2 separate regions of the Sus scrofa genome follow, and region 1 is linked to region 2. A link is a contact called in public Hi-C data. All regions are on one chromosome and are shown on one strand. The core of a region is the stretch at or near the end of the contact, and the rest is flanking DNA. Distances in the headings are between cores, read along the strand shown. Region 1 overlaps CCNY (cyclin Y). Region 2 holds the start of LOC102164731 (endogenous retrovirus group V member 1 Env polyprotein-like).

Region 1 (5,205 bases), core at 992-3,491, 110 kb after region 2:
ATGGACGAGACGGTGCTTGGGAGCGTGTGGAGGGAGAGGAGGCCGTCTTATTTAGGGAGGTAGCAGAAGGGTAGCAGAAGGCTGGACGGGGAGGCGGCCAGGAAGCAGCCAGCCGTCCTCTGCACTGGGAGAAGGTGGGGGGACGGCAGGTCGTCTTCCAGGCGGGTGGGCGTGGTGGAGGGGTGGGGATGCGGCCTGGCGGCCCCTCGGTTCCCTATCACCTGAGCTACCTGCAGGGAGCTCCGAGGTGATGTACAGAGCATCTGAGAAGGTGAGGGCCGGATTCACAGACAGTTACAGAGGGACCAGTGGCCTTCCTGTCCCCGCCCCTTTGTCCCGCCCAGGGATTATGTGCGTGTGCACACGTGTGTGGCTGCCTGTCTGACTGACGTCACAACTCGTCAGCAGCATCCTCTTCAGCATGCAGCCTAAGAGGTCGCGGGTAGTCCTGGGTCTCCACGTCTGATAATGTAGTCGGGTGACTACGTGGCCTGGATGATCTTGCTTCAGTCTAGTTCTAAACTTGTATTATTCTACTAAGTTATACTTTTAACTTGCAAAGCATACATTATTTCAAAGATAGAAACGTGTATCCTTAGAGGTAATTCCTCACTGGCCTTCTCCGTCCCTGGGCTTCTCGGTCCCTGGGCTGGTCTCTGCTCCCCCGCCGAGCAGTTCATGGTCGAAGCTGTGGTCTCTGCTCCCCGACCACAACCTCCGTCATTCTCGGCAAAGTCTAATCAAGTGAAGCACTCGCTCACGTGTTTTCTTTTACATACTTCGGAAATGTTACAGATGTGCAGCATAAAAAGCCTTACTGTCACTTTTTTTTTTTTTAAATGTGTTTCATGTATTTTTTGTTTAATAAGCACTGGTGGGATGTGCTTTTAGATGGATTTTGCCTTTAGAGAAGGAGTGCTTTTTTTCTTTTCTTTATGTCTTCACCTCCTGGAAGTCAGGATATTTGCTTCTCACAGTGGCTTTTACGGACCCTGCCACACACCCTTTGATGCTCTTTCGCGGGAGTTCACTGTTGTGACGGAGGTTTGGGAGCAGGAGTGGTGGTGGTGACTTTTCCGCGTGGAAGAACGTGACATTTCATTGTAGGAGGAACGTGGGTTCTGCTCTGGTCTTGCTGGCAGCGCTGGCGTTACTTGCTAAGGCCCTTTCCCTCTGTAACCTCGTCTCGGGATGAAGGGGATGATGTGCCTTGGAAGAATGTGGAGCCCTGCTTAATTGTCCTTGTTTTGTTGGCATTGTTTTTTAGCATCCTCCGGGACAAATAGCAAGGAAATACAGCTCCTGCTCGACTATTTTCCTAGACGATAGCACAGTCAGTCAACCAAACCTCAAGTATACAATTAAATGGTGGGTATGCATTTAATTTTTCCTTAACTCAGTGTCTTTTCTGTTCCTTAACCTGATGGCTAACTCACTGATTGCAGGCGCTGAGGGTGGGTAAGCCTGGGCAGGGGGAAGCCATGGACTGTTCAGGAAATCTTTTTAAAAAATGGTTTGGAGGAGTTCCTGCTGTGATGCAGTGGTTAAGAATCCGACTGCAGCAGCTCATACTGTGGAGTGCGAGTTCGATCCCAGGCCCAGTGCAGTGGGTTAAAGGATCCAGTGTAGCCAGAGCTCTGGCCGAGGTCATAGCCGTGGCTCAGATTCAATCCCTGGCCCGAATGCTGTGGGTGTGGCCATTTAAAAAAAAAAAAAAAAGATTTTGGGAGTTAAAATGTGGGGTCTTCAACATACTTGTGCATATTACGATTTACATAAAAAGACTACATTTTTCAGTCATTTTAAATGTAGGTTAAAGCTTATTTTTGATTTTGTGCATACCTTCCCACTTGTCGAAGCCATCCTGGCAGCTCTTCAGAAGGTAGTGGGTCCCCCTCTGACTTGGCGCTGCTGTAGAGAGCAGGCCTGGCGCCGTGAAAGTGTACTTGCCAGGAGTGGAGAGCGGAGTTCTGGCCTTGGCTCTGTCCCCAGCAGGGAGGGTGTGGGTGACTCCCTTCGCTTTGGGGACTTACTATAAAATGGAACTAAGGAGGAAGGGCCGTCTTTGGGTAAAAGCGTTTCCCTCTGGGGTGTCAGTTCCCTTCTGTGACATGAACGTGCCGAAAGGTTCCCGCATTCAGTGTGTCACAAGCCTCAGTGGAGGCCACAGAGACCCCGACGGACTGAGGTCTGTGGCCTCTGGCTCAACTCTGAGAAACCTGGGCTGTTTGGCCTTCGTACTCATGTGAAAAAAAAGTACACATTTAACAGCAGCGCGTGTTAGCACGTGCAGTAAGGCTGTGTGTCCTAAATAAGAAGCCTGCTGTTCCAGTGGCTTCGAAGCCCCATTCCGAATGTGACCACATGTGGCAGCGGGCAGTAGGGACTCTGACGGTCGTCTGTGGCTTTCACCTGCTCCAGGGGGAGAGTGGGAGGGAGCCTGCCGTCCCTCCTGGGGGTCGCGTGTTTCTAAGGTCCAGGCGGGAACAGAGATCTTTGCTCCATGTGTTGGGAGTTGAGGGCGGGATGGGTTGGTGCTTGAGGCTGGGAGCACGTGTGAGCCCTGGTGCCACAGCGCTGCCCTTGGCCGAGCCTCTGCCTCCACACTGGCTTTGTGCTGGGAAGTGCGAAGTGCGGCACCCCTGGGAAGGGCTCCCCTGGGGACCCGGCGGCTGCTGATCCCACCCGAGTCCTCAGGCCTGACTTCCCTGGGCGCAGGGACCCTCCCTGCAGCGCTGGCGGGAGCCGTGGAAGCTCAGTGCTTCATCCTCAGGTGGCCACTGCCTCTGGTTGTGACACAGACATTTGGGGCCAGTGTAAAACCAGGTGACGGTTCAGCATTTCAATGTCAGGTCTGGGAAGTGTGAGCACCAGAGTCACAAGCAGGTCTGTGACCCCGTGGTTCCAGCTGAGCCGCAGCTGTGAGGCCCCAGGGGCTTAGAGCCCTGCAAGGCTTGAGATCTGGCCCCGCAGATCCAGGATCTGGGTTGTCAGCGCCTCTGGGAGATGCCATGGGCGGCCAGGGCTGAGGACCCTGATGTCAGCGGCACCTGCCTTCAGGTTCCCTTGAAAGCTTAAACTGTGGATCACACCTGGAGGAAAAGACGCGGAAAGCGGGGTCAGTGAAGACGGCAGAGTGTCGACACGCAACGTTCAGTGTGGACGCTGTGGCTTCTCAGACTCAGGAGATGCTTTCTCAGCACCACCCGGATCTGATGTTCCTTCAGTCGGCAGCGTATTTGTTTTCAGATGTGCCCCATCTTAAAAATGTGCATTTTGGACCTAGGAGCTGGGCAGGGTGGATCCTAACCGTAGTAACACCGCAGAATCCTTCCCTGCAAATCCCTGTAGCTCACACGCCACTTGGCTTCAGTCGTTTTGGAGTGTTAGCTGGCCCGGGTGACTTCAGCCGGGGCCTCTGATGGCACGAGGGGAGGGAGTTTCCTGAAGGGCAGGGGGGTGTGCAGGCTGAAGGCCCTCCTGTAATACCCTGTCTAACCCTGGCCTCCTCCCCAACATGGTAATACTGCTGCAGACTCGTTAATGCAGTCTCACTGCGTGTGGGCACAGCCAGCACTTGTGGGCTGGGCTCGCCTCCTGAAAAGCATGGAGAAATTGCTTTGGAGGAGTTCCCGTCATGGCGCAGCGGAAATGAATCTGACGAGGAACCATGAGGTTGTGGGTTGGATCCCTGGCCTCGCTCAGTGGGTTAAGGCTCTGGGGTTTCCATGAGCTGTGGTGTAGGTTGCAGACGAGCCTCGGATCTTGTGTTGCTGAGGCTGTGGTGTAGGCCAGCAGCTGTAGCTCCGATTAGACCCCTAGCCTGGGAACATCCATGTGCCGCTAGTGTGGCCCTAAAAGACAAAAAAGAAAAGCCAAAAAGAAATTGCTTTGGGTTCTAACAGTTGATTTTCAAGCTAATTTTAGAAGAAACCCCTCTGTAGATTGAGGATTGCCAAAAGGAGCAAATATATTTACAAGTGCTAAGTTAGGGAATTGGTGGACATTAGATTGCAGTTCTGTTGGTCAAAGAGAAGTGGGCATGTGAAAAGTTTGGGCATGATTTTGTGGTCATTTTCTTCGTGGGCATAATACCTTATCTGAGAACTTAATTTTCCCATCTTTTCCTCTAAATGCCAACAGCTGTGGTATGAATTTATCATTTGCCACCCACCTCTGGCCTCTGCAGCAGACCCATGCCTCAAACCATGTGTGAGCACAAGGCTGGCAGTCAGAGAGAATGGGGTGCGGGGTGCTCTAGCTGTTGACGCAGTACCCACAGCACCCATGGCCCCTGACCATGGTGAGGGCAGCTTGGTACATCTGCCCCTCTGGGTTCAGCTCCTCTGCTTGGCCAGCTGAGTCACAAGGACACCGCCAGCAGTCAGGAGCTGTTTTCCTGGTCAAGAAAATAGCATTGCTTCCTCTCTGCTCTGCAGCAAGGGCCTCCAGTCAGCCCATCCTTGGTGACCTCACCAGTATCTGGAGATGAGGCAGGCCGACCAGGCCTCCAGAGCCCGGCATTTGGAGCAAAGCCTGAAGCCCAGATTGACTCCATTTTCAGCTGACTGCCCTCTGCCCGCGGCAGTCACTTCTTTCACGATGACCCACAGAACTGGCCCATGGAGCCAGTGCATATCCTCTGCTTGGTTTTTTCTTTCCGGGGGGTGACCTTGAGTGGACATTGGCCTACAGAGTGGCCCTGTGTTTCATGGAAGCCCGAGTCATGAGAACGTCCAATCTTTTTCTTTCTTTCTTTCTTTTTTTTTCTTTTTGTCTTTTTAGGGCTGTGCCCATGGCATATGGAGGTTCCCAGGCTAGGGGTCGAATGAGAGCTATAGCCACTGGCCTACACCACAGCCACAGCAACGCCAGATCCTTAACCCACTGAGCGAGGCCAGGAGTTGAACCTGAGTCCTCATGGATGCTAGTCAGATTCGTTTCCGCTGAGCCATGACAGGAACTCCCGAAAACGTCCTGTCTTGCTTTCAGGTAACCTTGGGGCCCTGAAGACTTTTACTCCGTCTGCGGAAGCGTGAAGAGCTCTTGAGGCGGCATTATTCACAGGGCAACAACCACAACTGCCTTCATTATAGAGCTTTGATTTGAGGTCATGCTTCTGTGTACTTCACTGGGTTGTAGTAAGCACTCTGTGATGTCAGTTGAACCTTCCTAGTTTTATAGGTGGGAAGCGGAGGCTCCGGG
Region 2 (6,016 bases), core at 2,323-4,822:
GCTTCTAAAAGAGCCAAGATTAAATCTTTATGTTTTATGAGAGAATTTCTAGCAGTTAACATTCCTCTCTCTCTCCAAATGGCAGCAGGAGCATGTAGCACATGGAATCCACATTTAGAATGAGTAAAAATATTTTTCTGGGCTGAAGTCTCGAGTGGTCGGGCCTTGGCGTCTATGATTTCCTTTCAGCTAACTAGAGCATCCTGCCATTCCGGTTCTCATCTCCATGAAGCGCCTACTGTCAGTGAACCATTTGGCCTCGGGGTTGCCAAGGGGTTCATCTAGAAGATCGGATCTAAGTCTGTTCTGTTGTCTCTGTACAATGATGCAATAATCTCCACTGTCAGTAGCTGGGAGAAGAGTTGCTGGGTTTAAGGCTTGGCTCACCTTTAAACTAATATTGAGGGTATCCAATAGGAGAGCCTGAAACTTTGCTAACCCTCCTCCGAGGAACCAATGGTGTCCTTTGGCTTCTCACACAGTCTGGACCTGATGAAGCGTTAATACATCTAGGGGTTGTCTCAACGTAAACTCAGAAGCCTCACTGGCCAGTAGGGCCATGGCTGCTACCACCTGTGGGCAGCTGGGCCACCCCAGGGCCAGTTGTTTTGAAATGTAAGCCACTGGCCTTTGATTTGGTCCCACCTTTTTATTTTTTTGGCCACACCTACAGCATATGGAAGCTCCAGTGCCAGGGATCAAATCTGAGCCGCAACTGGGACCCATGCCATAGCTGTGGCAACGGCAGATCTTAACCCCCCATGCCACATCAGCAACTCCTGATTCCATCTTTTGGGTCAGGACTCCCAGTGCCCACATTAACCTCCCATGGGCGGGGGTGAAGGGTTTGTTTAAATTTGGAAGCCCTGGAGTTCCCGCTATGGCACAACAGGATTGGCGGTGTCTTGGAAGCGCTGGGATGCAGGTTGGATCCCCGGCCTGGCACAGTGGGTTAAGGATCTGGTGTTGCCACAGCTGCAGCTCAGATCTGATCTCCGGCCCGGAACTCCATATGCTGCAGGAGTGGAAAAAAAAAAAAAAAAATTGGAAGCCCTAGTGCTGTGCCCTATTCAAATCAGTCTTCAGAGGCTCCAAGGCCCACTGCTGGTCCCTACTCCATTGGAAGGGCTCCCTTTCTTCTCCCTTTAGAGCTTCAACTAGGGGTTTGATTGTAAGGCCATAATTTGGGAGCCAGATATGGCAAAACCCAGCCATTCTGAGAAAGCCTCAAGTTGTCTTTTTGTGGTTGGGGATGGTATTAACTGATGTTTTCTTTCTTTCTTTTTTTGTCTTTTTAGGGCCACACCTGCTGTATATGGAGGTTCCCAGGCTAGGGGTCAAATCAGAGCTACAGCTGCCGGCCTGCACCACAGCTCATGGCAATGCTGAGTGAGGCCAGGGATCAAACTCACAACCTCATGGTTCCTAGTCGGATTCGTTTCTGCTGCGCCACAACAGGAACTCCTAATTGCTGTTTTCTGATCTATGGCCAGGCCTCACGCAACGGGGCTCAACAAATCCTAAATACTGAACCTGCTGCTGTGAAATCTGAGTCTTTGTTGCGAAGACTTTATAAATTTAGGGCCTTAACAGCATTCTGATCTGAATCTTGCTTTGTCTCACTACTTATTAATAGGTCACCAACATACGTTAACCAAGTTTCATTTTTCAGCCTCAGTTCCTTCAGTTCTTTTGCTAACACAATTCCAAAGACATGGGGACCGTCCCCAGAGCCCCATGGAAGCACTGCCCAAGTCTACCTGAGCAGCCTCCAGAGTGACCAGATCCTTCCATTCAAAGGCAAGAAGGTACTGAGCGTCCGATGCAGGGGGAAATGGGGGTATGGGAAAATGCACCCTTGAAGTCCGACACAGAGAAATGTTGAGTGCCCCCTGGCATCTGGGTGAGTAGGGTGGGGTTGGCACCATTGGGTGAATGGAGATGCCTTCCATACTCACTGTTCCTATGTCTCACACCAAATGGTGTGCTCATTAGGCTTTTGGTCAGGGAGAATCTGAGCGTTATAAAAGGACTGGCAGGCCAAATGGGCCGGTGTTTTAGGAATTTGGTGAGCAGTGTTTGGATGCCCCCTCTCAAGGCCTCAGGCTTTAAAGGCTATTGCCTCTGGATTCCAGGCTATTTCCCTCCAGGCTTTAACTTTTATCTCCACTGGGGCCACAGGCTTCGCCTTTCCTGGTACTGATATATCCCAAACCACAGGACCCACTGGTTTCCTACTTTCTTGGGGGATATTTTCATGACCAATATCTGGGAACTACTAATAGATGCATCTTCTATTCTGATTTTCTGCCTTCTTGGAATCACTCTGTGCTAAAAATATACTAGCTCTCAGTTTACTTAACACATCTCTTCTGAGGAGGGGGACAGCCATGTCAGCATATACAAAAAAGGAACGAGTAAAGATTAGACCTGACCTCGCCAGTAAGGCAGGGGTGTAAATCGTCTTATCTTTGGCTGCTCATCAACCCCCATTACCCTACAGACATAGGTGGAGGGGGCCAGCAGGATCTCACAAGGACATTCCAACAAATGGCAATAATACAGTCCAGAGCATGGAGCTTTTTAAAAGATGGACTAATAAATGTATGAACATTACTAAGGGACGGAGAGGGAGCACAGGTTAAAAAAAAGGTTTACAGGAGCTCTCTTTGTGGCTCAGTGGTTAACGAATCTGACTAGTATCCATGAGGACCTGGGGCGGATCCCTCCCTCAGTGGGTTAAGGATCCCGCGCGCCCTAAGCTGTGGAGTACAGCTACAGATCGATTAGACCCCTAGCCTGGGAAACATCCATATGCTGCAGGTGCGGCCCTTAAAAAAAAAAAAAAAAAAAAGCAATGGAAAAAAAAAGGTTACACTCGTTCAGATTTCGACAAAATAATGTTTACATGGCCTTTAGCAAGATGTACACATATCGCTGATGCTCGAGCGCTGATGCTTGCCCTTACTTTTCTTCCCAGTTGGTACCTGCCTCCGTAAATAACACTTTGAGTTTCTGGATCTCAGTTTCCTCATATAGACCATGGGTTGCGCCTGGTTTCTCCGTACAGAGCATTCTGTCCCCGCGTCTCCCCTCAGGACGCCTTCCCTGCCACTTGGAATGGGGAGAAGGGTTGTTCCTGCCGCCTTATTCTGCCCCCGGGACAGGCGAGGGTGCAGCGTTGCAGAGGAGGTGGCGGGGACTACCCCTCAAAGTCCCCATACGCACGGCCCGGGGCGTGGGCAGGTGACAGGAGAGCAGGCGCTACCTGGCGGACCCGACAGTAACCCGCGGGGAGCGCGGCGCCTCCCGGGCCCGAGGTGCATTCCGGGCGGACGGCCGGCGGCTCAGGACGGGGTAGAGCGCCTATCCTACCCAGTGCCTCTCGGCGCGCGAAAGAGAAGCGAAAAAAGCCCCGCCCCTCAGCCCGGAGCAGCCCCGCAGCCCCCGCCTCGCGGCTGGAGCGCCGCACGCACCTCTTGTCCCAGCGCGGGGTCCTCGCGACGCCGCCGCGCTGCCCGCGCCTGTGAGAAGCCACCCGCTCCTCCGCGGCGCATCCGCTTCCAGGGCAGCGGGCGGGGCGGGGCCGGGTGGGCGGGGCGCGGTCGAGCCGGGTGGGCGGGGCGCGGAGGGCGCGGAGGGCGGGGTCGGTAGGGCGGGCCCAGCGTCCCCGCAGCCGCCCACGCCCGGGCTCCCGGCCGCGCCTCCGTGTCGGCCGCGTCCTCGCCGCCCACGGCCGCCCGCGTTCCCGCCGCCGGCGTCCACTCCGCGTCCCGCGTCCACCCCGCGTCCCGAGCGGCCGCGCCCCTTGAACCGGAACCGCTTGCGGCCGCCGGCGGCGAGCCGGGCCGATCGGGAAGCGGAGGCGGCTGCGCGGCGCCCGCCATGGCGGCGGCGGGGTGAGCCGGGCCGGGCGGCCGCAGTCGCGCGGGCGCGGGCGCTCCTCCGCCGCGGACAGGCCGCCGGGCCGGGCGAGGGGAGCCGGGCCGCCCATGGCGAGGCCGCGCCGCCGCCGCCGCTGCTGACCCGGGGCCGCGCCGGGGCCCGGGCGCCCGCCATGGGGAACACCGCCTCGTGCTGCGTGTCGTCCAGCCCCAAGCTCCGCAGGAATGCCCACTCGCGGCTGGAGTCCTGCCGGCCCGACGCCGACCTGAGCCGCGAGGACACGGGCTGCAACCTGCAGCACATCAGCGATCGGGAGAACATCGACGGTAAGGCGGGCGGGAGGGCGGGGGTCTCTCGGATTCCTCCGGCGCCCCGCGCCGCCGGACCGCGCGCCCCACACCCCGCGCCCCGCCCGGCGGCCGTTGCTCTCGGCCGGTCCCCGCGAGCGGGCCGGGGTCTTCGCCCCGGAGGGCCGGCCGGGGCGGGGTCCAGGCCGGGCTCTGGACGTCTGTCCGGCAGAGCCAGCCGCCTGCCAAGTTGCGCGCCGAAGGGTGAGCCGCCCCGTCCTCCGAAAGGCGAAGGGGATGGGGACCCTGGCCACGGCCGAGGAATGAGTTCCCAGTTTGGAATCGCAGTCGCTACCTGCGGCCGGAGAACTGGGTGCCTGGGTCAGCTCTCCGGAAACTCGCAAATTGATCCCACTTGCTGGCCTCAGACCCCATTTCCATAAAAGCTAATCCCCCCAAAATACCAACAACAATAAGGAATTAAAAAAATTTTTTTTTTTGCGGGGGCGGGGCGCGGTGTGGGATTGCAGTCAAATAGCTTCACCTGAATGCTATTAAAATTTCTTTACGGGACCATCACAGCAGTTTGCTGACAGTTTTGGATTAAGTCGCTTCTTCTTTGCCTGGGGCTGAATTACAGAGTCTTGTGAATTTCTGATTGATTTGAATGACTTTTGGTTGGGACTAGGGTTTGTAAAGGACTGATCACTACACGTGGTAATGGTGGTTTATTTTATTGGTCTTAACAGTGCCTTTATTAGCACTATTTTGTCAATCAGCTACGTGGCTTAATATCTGTAGATGGGTAGTTTATGCGTCTTATAATTTATGTAATTTTCAACTTAAAAATTTTAAAATTGGAAATATATTTTTATGACAGCTTGACTTTTTTTTAAGCACGAAGTCTTTTCACAATTGGTGTGGTTGAAGTAATCTGGAAAATTTTCTTGTGTGAATGAATTGGCACAACTGTCATAATTCATTCTTGTTACTTTTAGGATGGCGCATTCCCTTTAGTTTGCAAAGCCAAATTTAAACTACCAAGGGAAGAATTTTCTCTTTGTTTGGTCTTATTTAATTTCTTCTAATTTCCTCTTTTTCGAACACAGCAGCTTTACTACATGGGTACCATATGTAGAAGAGGCTAATACAAGATCTGGTTTATAATGGGCACTTAGGAAATTAGGGTGCAGTATGACAGTCTAGTGGTGTTATTTTAGACTTTCATTGTATTAACCTGCTCTTTAGCTGTCTGTGAACCATTTAAAAGCATCTAGACCAATATTAAGGCCATTCTGTCTTGATCATTGCTCTGGCCCCAAGCACCTGAAAGAATTATCTTACATATTGTAAAGACCGCGTAAGTATTGTATTTTAAAGGAGTGAATGAAGGAATGACTTTGTTATAGAAAATCATTACCTAGTCCCGTAAAATGTTGAAACATTGGAAATAATTTCTCTTTTATGTTGTGCCCTAATTAATATTGGGTAGAGGCTTTGTCTTTAAAATAACGGATTAAAATAATACAGAAGGAAGACTCACGTTTCTTAGACCCGGGCTGCATACCATTCTTGTTACAGTAAGGAAACAAGAAAATGAAAGTAATTGCAAAGAGCTATTTGGTGATAAGGCTTAGAAGGATTTTGCCAGAAAAAAATAGAATAGTGTTGTGTGTTCTTTCACTTGAAAGAAATCTAGGTTTTGGTCATCATTTGTTTTTGAGAAAATATTTGAAGACCACCAACCCTTTGTTTTGGAGGTTCAGGATAGTTTGAAAGATGATTGAGCAGATGAAGAGGTTTTCTAAACTGGGCTGTAGTGTCTTCTCACACCTGAACCCAGC

The links. A called contact is a pair of places that touch in the nucleus more often than the background predicts.
Region 1: a Hi-C map of retroperitoneal adipose tissue shows a contact between it and region 2, with 2.3 times the contacts expected there. The contact joins the enhancer-like site here to the promoter of LOC102164731 in region 2. A contact is called at or near these places in 1 of 5 promoter capture datasets (liver), 20 of 47 Hi-C or Micro-C datasets (adipocytes, alveolar macrophages, blood and 9 more) and 2 of 2 datasets of contacts at active chromatin or transcription factors (alveolar macrophages and skeletal muscle).

Annotation. Positions count from the first base shown.
Region 1 is chr10:58,032,035-58,037,239 of Sscrofa11.1, forward strand. It overlaps CCNY (cyclin Y), which reads left to right. Exons shown (of 9, transcript NM_001244388.1): 3 at 1,268-1,368. Among named protein-coding and RNA genes, the nearest start is that of CCNY, 13 kb to the left of the region's middle. Within about 2 kb of position 2,242, at least 3 of the 83 cell types and tissues checked have an H3K27ac peak or open chromatin away from gene starts, as enhancers often do. A contact at or near this core is called in retroperitoneal adipose tissue, where this site is marked.
Region 2 is chr10:57,925,544-57,931,559 of Sscrofa11.1, forward strand. It overlaps LOC102164731 (endogenous retrovirus group V member 1 Env polyprotein-like), which reads right to left and starts at 3,573. Exons shown (of 2, transcript XM_005668194.3): 1 at 3,477-3,573. It also overlaps a transcript of CCNY not described here.